Regions from separate parts of the Mus musculus genome. Here regions 2, 3 and 4 are each linked to region 1. Evidence: chromatin contacts called from public Hi-C and HiChIP or PLAC-seq data. All regions are on one chromosome and are shown on one strand. Each heading gives the region's core, a stretch centred on a gene start, on an enhancer-like site or on the middle of the called end of the contact. The rest is flanking DNA. Distances are from core to core; before and after follow the strand shown. Region 1 has its middle 8.9 kb from the start of Gm35572. Region 2 overlaps Cyp4f18 (cytochrome P450, family 4, subfamily f, polypeptide 18). Region 3 holds the start of Zfp961 (zinc finger protein 961). Region 4 holds the start of Zfp709 (zinc finger protein 709).

What was found. Hi-C and Micro-C count contacts between places; a contact is called where the count stands out from the background. HiChIP or PLAC-seq counts read pairs in DNA pulled down with a chosen protein or histone mark.
Region 2: a contact with region 1 is called in a Hi-C map of bone marrow-derived macrophages, with 22 read pairs. The contact joins two enhancer-like sites. A contact is called at or near these places in 3 of 15 datasets of contacts at CTCF or cohesin (large pre-B cells, pro-B cells and stem cell-derived epiblast-like cells), 7 of 484 Hi-C or Micro-C datasets (the Ba/F3 cell line, Sertoli cells, bone marrow-derived macrophages and 4 more) and 5 of 115 datasets of contacts at active chromatin or transcription factors (embryonic stem cells and stem cell-derived neural progenitor cells).
Region 3: an H3K4me3 HiChIP or PLAC-seq map of bone marrow-derived macrophages shows a contact between it and region 1, with 3 times the contacts expected there. The contact joins the promoter of Zfp961 here to the enhancer-like site in region 1. A contact is called at or near these places in 1 of 15 datasets of contacts at CTCF or cohesin (pro-B cells) and 8 of 115 datasets of contacts at active chromatin or transcription factors (the 230-238 cell line, bone marrow-derived macrophages, embryonic stem cells and 3 more).
Region 4: a contact with region 1 is called in an H3K4me3 HiChIP or PLAC-seq map of bone marrow-derived macrophages, with 6 times the contacts expected there. The contact joins the promoter of Zfp709 here to the enhancer-like site in region 1. A contact is called at or near these places in 2 of 15 datasets of contacts at CTCF or cohesin (large pre-B cells and pro-B cells), 1 of 484 Hi-C or Micro-C datasets (nephron progenitors), 4 of 115 datasets of contacts at active chromatin or transcription factors (bone marrow-derived macrophages, embryonic stem cells, forebrain and 1 more) and 1 of 9 other capture datasets (pancreatic islet).

Annotation. Positions count from the first base shown.
Region 1 is chr8:71,745,757-71,748,841 of GRCm38.p6, reverse strand. No RefSeq gene overlaps it. Among named protein-coding and RNA genes, the nearest start is that of Gm35572, 8.9 kb to the left of the region's middle. Within about 2 kb of position 1,646, at least 27 of the 459 cell types and tissues checked have an H3K27ac peak or open chromatin away from gene starts, as enhancers often do. A contact at or near this core is called in bone marrow-derived macrophages, where this site is marked.
Region 2 is chr8:71,987,036-71,990,120 of GRCm38.p6, reverse strand. It overlaps Cyp4f18 (cytochrome P450, family 4, subfamily f, polypeptide 18), which reads left to right. Exons shown (of 13, transcript NM_024444.2): 10 at 127-260; 11 at 350-414; 12 at 979-1,061; 13 at 1,384-1,639. The coding sequence ends at 1,561. Among named protein-coding and RNA genes, the nearest start is that of Gm51535, 16 kb to the left of the region's middle. Within about 2 kb of position 1,495, at least 152 of the 459 cell types and tissues checked have an H3K27ac peak or open chromatin away from gene starts, as enhancers often do. A contact at or near this core is called in bone marrow-derived macrophages, where this site is marked.
Region 3 is chr8:71,949,496-71,952,580 of GRCm38.p6, reverse strand. Zfp961 (zinc finger protein 961) reads right to left here and starts at 1,515. Exons shown (of 4, transcript NM_001164581.1): 1 at 1,421-1,515. The coding sequence starts at 1,486.
Region 4 is chr8:71,880,396-71,883,480 of GRCm38.p6, reverse strand. Zfp709 (zinc finger protein 709) reads right to left here and starts at 1,413. Exons shown (of 4, transcript NM_145624.4): 1 at 1,273-1,413. The coding sequence starts at 1,275. Gm5373 (inversin-like) reads left to right here and starts at 2,962. Exons shown (of 13, transcript XM_017313040.2): 1 at 2,962-3,085.

The DNA.
Region 1 (3,085 bases), core at 397-2,896:
TGGGGGTTCAAGACAGGGTTTCTCTGTGTAGCCTGGCTGTCCTGGAACTCACTTTGTAGATCAGACTGGCCTCGAACTCAGAAATCCGTCCTGCCTCTGCCTCCCAAGTGCTGGGATTAAAGGTGTGTGTCACCATCACCCGGCAAGGAAACTCATCTCTCAAAAGTCCTGTGACCTCCGTTGCTGTTTTGGGCCTGTCTTTTCAGACAGATCTCACTATGAAGACCTGGGTACCCTGGAACCCATTATGTGAATCAGGCTGGCTCAATCCACAGGCCTGCCTCTACTTCTGGAGGGCCATGTTCTGGTTTAGTTGTTGTTGTAGTTTCAGACAGTCTCACACTGTGGCCTGACCAGCCAAGGTCCTGTGGTCTAGGTCCTGCCTCTGCCTCCTGAGTGCTAGGGTCCCAGTTGTACACCACAGGCCTTGGGACATTTGTTTCTTTCCATATTTTGTGTTTGCACCTGTGTCAGGATGCACAAGTGCGTATCAGAGGACAATTTGCAGGATTCCACCATGTGGATTTTGGGGATTGAACTCAGATCACTGGGTTTAGCAGTAAGCACCTCTACTTGCTGAGCCATCTCACTGGCCCCTGGAAGCTGGTTTAAATGTTAATCATTTTAATCCAGCAGATACCAGTCATTCCCACCCTCCATGAATCTCTCTAGAGAAACAAAGAGGAGGCAGGTGAACATCCCCAGCACTGTGTTTCTAAGATCCCTGAGCTAGAAACCACCACAGCAGCCATAGCTAGAGGATGGACAACTTCAACATAGCACAGGTACCAAAAGGTACCACCCTCTGATACTTAGATGGAACCACAAAACTGGAAAAACACTGGCCCCCAAACACTACACACAGACCTGACAATTCTGCTCTTCTACACCCCAAAGCTCAGGAACTCAAATCCCAGGATGGGACTGTATGCAGTGTGGCTTGCATTTAAAGGCAGAAACACACTAATGATGAATGGATAAATAAAATATAGTCCAACCACAGGGGGAACAGCCCTCAGGTACAGTAGGAATGCTGCACTAGTCCACAGCACATGGGTGAAGTTAGGAAACATGATGTGGCTATTGCTCAGCTGGCAGGGTGACTACCCAGCATGTGGAGTCCTGGGTTCCATCCCCCAAAATGTAGTCTGAAGGTGGTTGCACCTGCCACCCCAGCACTGGGGCAGTGGAAGCAGGAGGATCAGGAATGCAAGGACATCCTTGGTTACATAGGGAGTTTTGGCCAGCCTGGTCTGCATGACAAAAACAAAGAAATATCCCAGCACAGACAGTGTGTGTGTGTGTGTGTGTGTGTGTGTGTGTGTGTGTGTACCCCCACTGACAAGCAATGTCCAGAACAAGCCAGTCCACTGAGGCAGGAAGCAGAACAGAGGCTGCCAGGGGTTGGAGTGATGGGTATTCTAGGGCTATGGACAAGTTCTGGAATGGACAGCTGTGAGGGTTGCACAACACTGAACTACTGAGGAACTGTCTGCTTTCAATCATGAATTTTACACAATTTCAATAAAGTGGAAGTACTCAGGGTGTGTATTCCATTCTCTAAAACCCAGCTAGCCACACAGGAAGCTAGCTGACTGCTGGCTGCTGGCTGCTGGCTGCTGACTGTTGACTGCTGGCTGCTGGCTGCTTCTGGGTGACAAGATACAGAGGGTCAGGAGACCCATGTGCTTCTGATCTTGGTCATAGTAGCAGGCTTATACCACAACCTACAATGCCACACAAACTTCCTGTGACAGGTTCACACTTTTATATTGAGGATGGCCTGGACCACAGAGGGAGGACAACACTGCAGGTGACAGTGCCCACCGAGTCTGAAAAGAAGTGAATTTTTAGGATCACCTCTGCTTGAAGCAGAGCACCTACTCCCACAATGTGTCCTGTGAGCTCCACAGAACACTAACACTTACACACTAACAAAATGGAAAGTCGAACAAATCCCACTGATCAAAAAGTAAGAAATAGGCTTGGTAATGCATAGCAGTACTTGCGAGGCTGAGACAAGAGGATCCCTAGTTCTAGGCCAGCCTGGACAACAACTAGACAGACCCTGCTTCATTCAGCAAGGACAGGGTTGGGAGTCTGTAGGAACAGTAAGGGGTTGGGATGGGGTTCACAGCCATACTTGCCTGGCAGTTCAGGCCACTCTGAAACTCAATCATAGAAAGTTCCAGGTGGTGACACCAGAGTTCAAGAACATTTTGTGTGAGAAACACAGGGACTCAAACTGAAATTCTATGCCTTAATCAGTCTACACCTACATGCCTTAACACACCTACATGCCAGTTATTCACTGCCTGTTGGCCTTCAATCAAAGATGGCCTATAGAATCAACAGGGGGTCATGCAGATGACATCAACTAGTGATGGTGTAGATACTTAGTCTGCTGCATGATATTTGCAAAATGACAACAAAGACTAATGATGTACATTGAAAAACATCTGCCAAATGAGACCTGACTGCACACTACTTGTGGACCCACAAATGCACATGCTCGTGAGTACACACACAAACACACTTGCCCTGTGCACACAAGATCATACAAACATGCCCTCATGCAAGCTCTGCCACACATTTATACACATGAGCCTTCAGACATGCACCCTTGGGTCCATGCCCAATACCACAGAAACTTGCCCACAGCCAGGTTCAGTGAAAACTACCCCTCCTAGAGCTTGCGTTCTGGGAGGTGACTCCAGTGTGCCTGTCAACTGCAGGCGCAGGAGCCCTGGTTTGTTTGCCAACAGGCTGCCTGGAAACTGGTGGCCAGGGGTTACACTGCTGCCCACCCAGTACCTAACAGGGACTGTCTCCCATGGGAAAGTCCAGAAAGGTCTGTTGATAGGTTCTGTCTAGTCCCTGGGGCATAAGGCTAACGGGGAAAACTAACAGAGCTAGGTCAGCAAGCTCCATCCCAAACCGGAAGGATATTGATAAGGTTTCTTGCTCATAATGCTTGTAGCCCTGCCAGGCTGTGGGCAGAGGAGGGCAAGAAAGTCAGCTAGTGTCGTGTTAGGAGACTGTTCCTTTGACAACTCTCTTTTCCCATGTTAGAGTGCCTACTTCC
Region 2 (3,085 bases), core at 246-2,745, 240 kb before region 1:
CTGTGTTTTTCCAATTCTCATGTACTTCATCCATCTTAGCACTTAAAACAGGGAGGTTTCACTGGGTCACAGAGGAGTTGAAGTTCTCTCATTTTTGATCTGGTTAACTATTCCCCCCCCCCTCAGGGACGACCTGGCCCAGCTGCCATTCCTCACCATGTGCATTAAGGAGAGCCTACGGCTGCATCCTCCCGTCACTGCAATCTCCCGATGCTGCACTCAGGACATTGTGCTCCCAGATGGTCGGGTCATCCCTAAAGGTGCCCGAAACATCAGGGAGGAGGGAAGGTTCTGGGCAGACAGTGGATCCAGGTTGCAGCAGTTCTTCATTGCTTCATTTCCCCCACAGGTGTCATAAGCCGAATAAGTATTTTCGGGACACATCACAATCCAGCTGTGTGGCCAGACCCGGAGGTGCTGTCCCTCTTAATTCTTTGTTATAGGCTGGGATTCTCAAGAGGACGGTCTTTTTGTTTGTTTGTTGGCTAAGGTCTCATGTAGCTCAGGCTGGCTTCAACTTAACCTGTAGCCAAGGATAACCATAAACTTCTGATCCTCCTGCTTCCACCCCCTCAGTGTTGGGATGAGAGGTGTGCAGAACCACGCCTGGTTTATGTGGTGCCTGGGATGGGATCCAGGGCTTTGTGCCTGCTAGGTAATTGCTCTTTCAACTTAGCTACCTCCCCAGCCCCAGTCATGGGTTTTATGAAGCAGGGTGTCAGGTATCCCAGGCTAGCCTGGAAGTCCTTACACAGGAGTTGACCCAGAACCCTTGATCCTCCTGCCTCCTGCTGCTGACAGGTTTGCAGCCATCAGTTTTATGCTGGTGCTGGGATGGAATCCAGGGTTTACGACTACTCCTCATTGCATCCCAGGAGGTAGATAAATCAACTCTGACCTTCCATGCACACTGAGGACTCTGCTCTTGGCTACGCTGGCAATTGGTTCTCACCCGCCATGATTCCATGTCCCCTGCAGGTCTATGACCCCTTCCGCTTTGATGCCGACAACGTCAAGGGCAGGTCACCCCTGGCTTTTATTCCCTTCTCGGCTGGGCCCAGGTGAGGCTAGGACTGAGGGGCAGGGGCCTCGGGCTGACTGTGAGGACGGGGGAGTTGGGGTTTTTTGGAGGTTAGCGTTTCCTCCCTACCTCCCTGCACAGAATTGTGCAAAGGTTTGGGAACCAGGGAGGGGAAGGTGAAGAGTCCTCTGTGCTCAGAATCCCGCCCTGGCCTTTTCGGCTATTGATCAAGGCTTGGCTCTGAGGATGTCTACGTCCTTGCGTGGTCCCAGAAACCTCAGACTCGGGCCAGGTTCTAGTGCTGTGTTGGTCCTGGGTAGGGTCTTGGGCACAGTCAGAGTTCCCACCCCGCCCTCCTGCAGGAACTGCATAGGACAGACTTTCGCCATGAGCGAGATGAAAGTAGCTCTGGCGCTGACTCTGCTGCGCTTCCGCGTTCTGCCGGATGACAAGGAGCCCCGCAGGAAGCCGGAGCTGATCCTGCGCGCAGAAGGCGGGCTGTGGCTGAAAGTGGAGCCGCTCAGCGCAGGCGCGCAGTGATCTCTGAGCTGGCGTGGGACTCTCCTATCCATCCACCCACCTGTGCCTTTCCAGGAATAAAATTTTCTTGTCACCTTGTCTGAGCCTCACCAAACATCCAGGTTACATGCCTCATGTGAGCCACAGGGAGCCATGAAAGGTGTTTGAGTGGTAGAGGGATTTAAGGGACATGAAAATTAATATTGTCATTCAGGAGGCAAGGTACACCTGTGAGCGATAATCTGGATAAATCAACTGAAGTGGAATGATCAGTCCTAATCCTTACTGTAGGTGGCGCCATTACTAGGTTTGGGTTCTGGGTTGAATTAAAAAAAAAAAAAAAAAAAAAAAAGACAAGAAAGCGTGGCTCAGATTAGAGGTGGCTCTTCCCACCTCAAATGTTCTAATCAAGAAAATTGCCTTAGAGATGTGCCAAACAGCTTGGGTTTTAGTTAATTACAGATGTAGTCAAATGAAAACCAAGAATGGCCACCATAGCTAGACTACTAACCCTTCCCAAACATTTCCACCAAATGTGAGAGCAAGGACATGAGCTTAGGGGTCATCCTCATTCAAATCGCCACAGTCCCTTACCTTTTGAGGATGTAGCATTACAGCAACTGGGCATGCGAATTAGTCAGGATTCTCTAAAGCCACAAAACAATGGGATGTCTCTATATATTAAGAGGATTTATTGGAATGACTTACAGTCTGTAGTCCTGAGAGGCCAAATCTTTTAAGTTTAGACTCCATTTTAGAGAACCTGACCTAAGTTTCAACTCAGGTCAACTGACAGGCTGGTACCTAGCATTAGTTTCCAAGCTGCCACCAACAAAACCCGAGCCTAGCTCCAGTCTCTAGGCTGATCCCCACAAGACCAGCGTCTCCAGGTTATTCTCCCAACAAACCTACAACCCCAGGTTACAAGCCCACTCCCTGCTCAATGATCACCAATGCAGAGGGAAGCAGAAATTAGGTTTATAATATAGTTCCCAACACCAGCCAATTGTGTTAAAGGCTACAGCAGCTTTCCAATTAGATGCTTGCACACTCCACCCCCTTGCTGCTTACTATTAAGCCTTGCCCCGATAGATATTCAAGGCTCCTCCACCACCAAAACCTTCCTGAGTGACAATGGTGCATTGGAGGGGCCTGAGCTAGCTCGAATAGAATAAAGACCCTGCTGTGATCGGCTTATGTCTGTGTTTTGGGAGTTCAACCCTTCCCTGGCACAACAGTCCAACTAACCTAACAATGGGCAGCTGTGAATGGGAAGTCTAGTTGTTGCTCAGTCCCACAAGGCTAGGTGTTTCAGCTGGTCTTCTCTATAAGCTGGAGTCATGAAGTACACTCCAACAGATGTGCTGGCAAGTAAGTGCAGGCAGGCAAAGAAGGAACGCAGGCATAAATATTTGCAACCTATTTTTAATAAGGGTTTAACCTCTCCTTTAGCCCACCACCCAGCATAGGGAGTGAAAGAGAAAAGTTACTAGAATATGGGGAAGTGGACCTGTTCAGCAATAGTTCTTTGGGGGCAAGCTTAAT
Region 3 (3,085 bases), core at 266-2,765, 200 kb before region 1:
TTAGTGCTGGGATTAAAGGCCTCCACCACCACTCATGTGTCCACAGCGAGACATAGAGGGTTGTTTGGGGGTTCCAGTCATGGCCACTCAATAAACTATGCCTGTCTTCCTTGTTGAGCTGTGTTTTTTCTGCTAATATGCTCTGTATTATTTATTCTTCGATTGCTCTCAAAGTGTCACTTCTGTTGTGGGACTGGGTCCTTGTTTCTGTCCACAAGCAAGACAGCTGTTACAGGGTCCAGACACAAGTTATGAAGTAGTACTGGTCAGTTGGGGGTTACAGTGGGCCTCTTACCCCCACCTCTTCTGTTTGTGGTGTACCAGGAAAAGGAGAAACCTACAGTAACTGAAGGTAAATTTTTCCAAGAAGATGTGATTTTTTTTTGTTGTTGTTGGGGGACAAAAGCTCATATATATGTTGCTTTTCTCGAATCCTAGAAACACATGGTCCCACCAGGTTTGTGCCCTTCCCCCAGCCTTGAGCAGGCTAAAGCAGACCTTGTTTGCCACTGCTGGCTAGCCCAACTGGGGTAGGGTCTTCTGACCTAGGTGAAGCTGCAGCTGCAGCTTCCTGCAAGAAGCCACTACCAGCTGAGCCTGTTTTCCTGATGAGATCCTGGCAAAGTGGGGGATGGGTTTCCTCCCTTTAAAAACCAGACTCAAGAATTAAACACTGGGCCTTGCTCAGAAACTCTGTCTTTGTTTCATTCCTCTCTCGTCTGTCCTTCGCATCCAGCCCCAGCTTTCTTTTCAGGAACCCAGTTCTCCGCGGCTGCTGGTGGCTATACAGGGTTGGGAATATTCACATAGGAAATGCAATTTTATAAAAAGTAGTAAAGGAAAAAGAAAGAAGGGGCTAGTGGGATGGTTCAGCTGAAAAGGCGCTTGCTGCCAAGCCTTAGACTGGCGTTCTCCAGGTTCCACAAGGTGGAAGGAGAGACCAGACTCAGATTACTGCCCCATGGGCACCTCGATAAATAAGTGTAAATTTAAAACATCAAAAAGAACACAAGCCGGGCGTGGTGGCGCACGCCTTTAATCCCAGCACTTGGGAGGCAGAGGCAGGCGGATTTCTGAGTTCGAGGCCAGCCTGGTCTACAAAGTGAGTTCCAGGACAGCCAGGGCTACACAGAGAAACCCTGTCTCGAAAAAACAAAACAAACAAACAAAAAAAAAAAACACCCCACAAAACCAGCCCAAAGAGCAAATTAACTCCGTGGGGACCCTACATAGTCCTTTCCATTTTACCCCTGAACACAAGCATACATGATCCCCTTTTACATTGCGGTTCGGCTGCGGGCTCTGGAAAAGGGCACCAGAGTCGGTTTGCAAACTCTCGGCAAGTCCCGAGCTTCCGACTGCGCAGAGCCCGCCACTCCTCTGCCCTCCGCTCCCACCCGCGTCTCTGAGATGCACTCACCATGGTGCACTCTCGTCTTGCCTGAGCTGCGCTGTGGCGGGTGTCACTGCCGCGTACCTTGCGCATTGCTAAGCCGCCAAGGACAGCGCCGAAAATGGCGGCGCCCGGCCTCCGAGAGGCTTCCCGCTGCTGATTGGACGGCTCTGCTATGAGCGATTCCGATTGGCTTTAGAGTCCCTGATAGACAGGACCAGCGACCTATCGCCTTCAACATAGTCCGGAAACTGATGTTCAGGTCTGGGGTTCGCAGAGGCACCCCACAGCAGGCTCAGGTCTGACTGGGCTTGTGCGCCTGGCTGAAGGTGAACGAGTGAGTTAGAGTTGCGGGCTAATCCTAGACTGTTTAGTGAGAGGTTAACCTGGGCTGCAGGAGACCTTGTTTCCAAAAAGGACACAAGAAAAGCCAGATTTATTCGCGGAAAATTGGGTGTGATGACACACACAACCTGCCATCCCAGCACTGGGGAGATGGAGGGAAGAGGATTTGGAGTTCAAGGCCGGCTACTATAAAAGTTGTTGTGGGGCTAGCCAATGTAAAGCTTTCTTAATCTAAGGCCAGATGAAAGGACAAGGCCAGGGTCAGACTTGACAAGGTCCGGGTTGTGTCCAGAGAAGCGAGTAAGTCCCTCACCCCCAACCCCTTCTGTAACCCCACCCCACCCCCACAACCCAGGGCTGTGGATATCATTTCTAAGGCCACTATGTGCTTGGTCTGTGATGTATTTCAGATATCCTGTGTTCCTTTTGTGTAGCATTACTGATAAGGTTCCCTGTTCAATTGGGACTGGTAGAGGTGACTTGGAAATAATTAGAAAGTAGATAGGCAACTACAGAAGCAGAATTGCTCTTTAATCAGAATGTTGTGGGATATTAGCCAGAGAAGATTGCTTGGACATGGTTTAAGCCAATAGAATGTCTTTATTAACTGGTTGGCAACTACACTGGATGTTAAGGATCCTATTGTAGTACTGAGGGCCTTTCTCAGGGTGAGCTCTTAAACACAAAAACCATATTCCAGGTCAACATGCTTCAGTTAGCAAGATCAGTGAGCCAGAAGCAAAACTATAGAAGCCAAAAAACCAAGGTTTGTACATTTAGAGACTTTCCCAGAACTATAGGCTTTGATTGGCAGGTGGTGCTGTCTATGTGCTGAGTTTTACAGACCAAATGTCAACTCCATCATGGAGTCAGTGGTCTCCATGCTCCTAAGGTCTGGGGCTTGTTCTAAGAACATCTGAAGGGCAGCAGTCTCCCTGAGGAGTAGAGACTGCAGAGATACCACCAGGCACAGTCTTTAAAGCTATGCTTGGCCCTTTCCCCCAACCCTGTCCTGCAGATGAGACCTCCTTCCTGAGCTTCACCCCTGGCTTTAGTTTCAGGTACTGAGTCTCCTCAGGCGATCAAGTGTGATAATGACCTACTTATCGGTTGGTCTTCTCTTGGTCCTCTCTGAGTCTTGGGGGTGCCCTTGACAGATGTAACTGTGATCTCTCGCTCATCTATGGGAATGGTGTCATTCATACCCTCTCATTTCCCCTTGGGATACCTTTTAGAAAAATCTCTACTGAGGCTGTCTTTGCTAATTTGTAGGTTCTTCTTTCTTCCACTCCTTTATATACACTTTTTTCACCCTATCAACCCCCTAACACTAGGTAGAGAGAGAAA
Region 4 (3,085 bases), core at 164-2,663, 130 kb before region 1:
TATTAGGTCATTTTAATACCTGTGTCCAATAGACAGGTTATCTGGATAAGAACTAGAGAAACATCAATATTCCACCAAAATATGAAAGAATATACATTCTACTGAGCAGTTCATGGAGGCTTCTCAAAAACAGATCATATCTTGGGACATAAAACAAAGCTTAACAAATTCTGAAAGGCTGAAATAACTTATGGGTCTTACCTGTCCACTGTGCAATGGAACTTAAAAATAACTGCAAACAAGTCTCTAGTAAGCATGCAAACTCACAGAAATTAAACAACTTAGTACTGAATGATGAATGGGCTAAAGAGGAAATAAAGAAAGAAACCAAAATTCCTGGAACAATATCAAAATGAAAAAAACAACAAAACCTTCAGGAACACATAAAAACAGAGTCCTATATGAAAGGAGTCTATAGCTTTAAGCGCATACATTAGAAAACCAGGAAGCCTGATTCCCTCACAGTTCACAAAGGAACCCAAAGACAGGCCAAACTGTCCATAAGCTTAGAGACCATCTTAGTACATAGGCACAGCTCATAAAATATATTACTACAGAAACTGAGTAGAGGAACTCTTAGTGGACAAGACATTTCACTTGGGGATCTCCACATACCTTATTTTCCTTCTTTCCATTTCCCCTTTGATACATAGCACCGACTACAGGCCATCTCTAACTAACTCAACTAACTAAAGGCCCACTTTTGCTTCAAAACAATAACCTCATCAGTAAAAACAAAATCCTTACCAAGCAATGTTTCCTTAAGTTTCTCTCCTTTTTTTCCAGTACCCCGGAGATGCTAGCACATCTTATATTTGGGGCTTCCCCTCTATTGCAATTCTCCTTTGAAATAGAATTTGCCCTTCATTCCACTTTAGATCAATGCCCACATCATTTCTAGGACAAAACATTTGTTATTTCTCTCGCCCCAACTACTTGTGTAGTTTTAATGAGTTTGTCAAACGGTAAATATCTAAACATTTAGGGACGTTTAGGCCTAAGAAGTACTGGGATGGGGTGGGGAAAGCAAATTCATGGATTTTTGATGTTGTTTCTAAAGACCATCAGAGGTTCTCAGGAACGTGAGTAGTAGTGGATCCCTGGCCCAGAGCCTGGAGCCCCTCGGCTCTCTGCACCGCGCACTCAGGAGTCCCAGGTGCAGACCTGCAGAGGCGAAGGTGAAGAAGACGCCGGGGTCCCGCCACCCTAGGAGCAGGGGGTCGAGGGCTTCCCAGCAGGCCTGCCTATCCGCCTCGCTCACCCAGGGCTCACCATGTCTGCTCCCAGGGCCTCCAGCGGCCCCGCGGCGGTTCCTGGGCTCGCCCGTCTCCGGGCCACGGAGGATCGATCAGTCACCTCGGGTTCTCAGCTGACCGGACAGCACCGCGCCGGAAGGGAGCGGGCGGCAGAGGCACTTCCGCCTTGTCCGCAGGAGCTTCTGAAGGGTCAGCAGACGCACGCGCTGTCCCGCGCATCCTTGCGGCTCTCAAAACTGTTCCTGCTAAAGTGTCACATGGCTAGGGAGGTTCTCTTGAGCTCGTACAGCTCTGCGGGTGTGACAGCACCCGAAAATGAGAGGGCAGGGGAGGGACTTCCGCTACGCCCGCCGGTCCCCAGGTTCTGACAGCTCTCGGTCCACCCAAGGCCTTCACCAAGGCTCCCGGGGTTGGCGACCCCTACTACCTCAGCTGCCACGACAATGCAATCCTGCGACAATCCTGGCTCACGGAAAAAGGATGGTGGAAGAGGAACTTCCGCTCTGCTCTCCGACTGTCTTCATTGGACAGTTCATACCGCTTTCTGCCTTTTGATGAGTGTTCAGCTAGTGAGGAACAGAATAAGCGAGTCCCTACCGGACTGAGGAGAACCAAAACGACATATTCCAACCATAACCCTTTCTAGCTAGGTTTCTTTTCTTGTTGAAGACCAGCCCAGATTGGTAGATAAATTCCATTAAAGCAGAAATCTCCTGGCTTTCCTGAGAGAGAATCCGTTTCTACCTGTCCTCTATAGATCTTTCTGGTTGCCGATTTCTGGAGAAATGTCTCACAGAGTGTCTCACAGAGACAGCCCTTTACCTCAGAGAACAAATGTATTTTCCGGAGAAGCAGAAAGTGTCTACCACCTGCTCGAGACCTCCATTCAGGCAAAGCCAGGACACACACACACACACACACACACACACACACACACACACACACACGTTGCTGCAGAAAATTTTTAGGCTGAATCAGTATGAAGCAAGACTAAAGTTTAAAACGATTTTTAGTATAAATTAAACAGTAGCATTACGAAAGGTGTAATGGGCCTGGAGAGATGGTTCAGCGATTAAGAGCACTGGCTGATCTTCCAGAGAGCCTGGATTCATTTCCCAGCTCACACAGAATGTATCAAGCCCGGTTCCAGGAGCTCTTAACATCTACCTTCTTACCTCTGCTAGAGAAGGCAGGTATGTGGTACACAGACATATATGCAGGCAAAATACTCCTAAGTATAATATAAGAAATGTGGCTTCCTATATTAGGGTTCTCTAGACTCACAGAACTTATGGATTGTCTCTATATTTTAAGGGAATTTATTGTAATGTCTTACAGTTGGTAGTCTAACTAACCCAACAATGGGCAGCTGGGAATGGGAAGTCCAAGGCTCTATTAGTTGCTCAGTCTCACGAGGCTGGCTGTGTCAGCTGGTCTTCTGTATAGGCTGGGATCCTGAAGAAGTAGGTTGCAACAGATGGCAAGTAAGTGTAAGCGGGCAAAGAGCCTTCTTTCAATTTCTTTTTGTAGGACTCCAGCAGGAGGTATGGCCCAGATTAAACGTGTGTACTACCATGCCTAGATTTGGAACTTGCTTTGTTCCAGGCTGGCCTTGAACTCAGAGATCTGCTTGCCTCAGTTTTCTGGGACTAAAGGTATGTATTACCTTGCCTGGGCCTAAGATTTTCACAGCCACTGTGGCTCAAGATCTCCATGTCAAGATCTGGGTCAGAAGCTTGAGTCTTCAGCCTCAAAATTTGTATCATAGGTGTGCCCTCCATTTCTGGATTGTAGTTCCCCTTACCTCCTGGGTTCTCAGTTTATTTTAC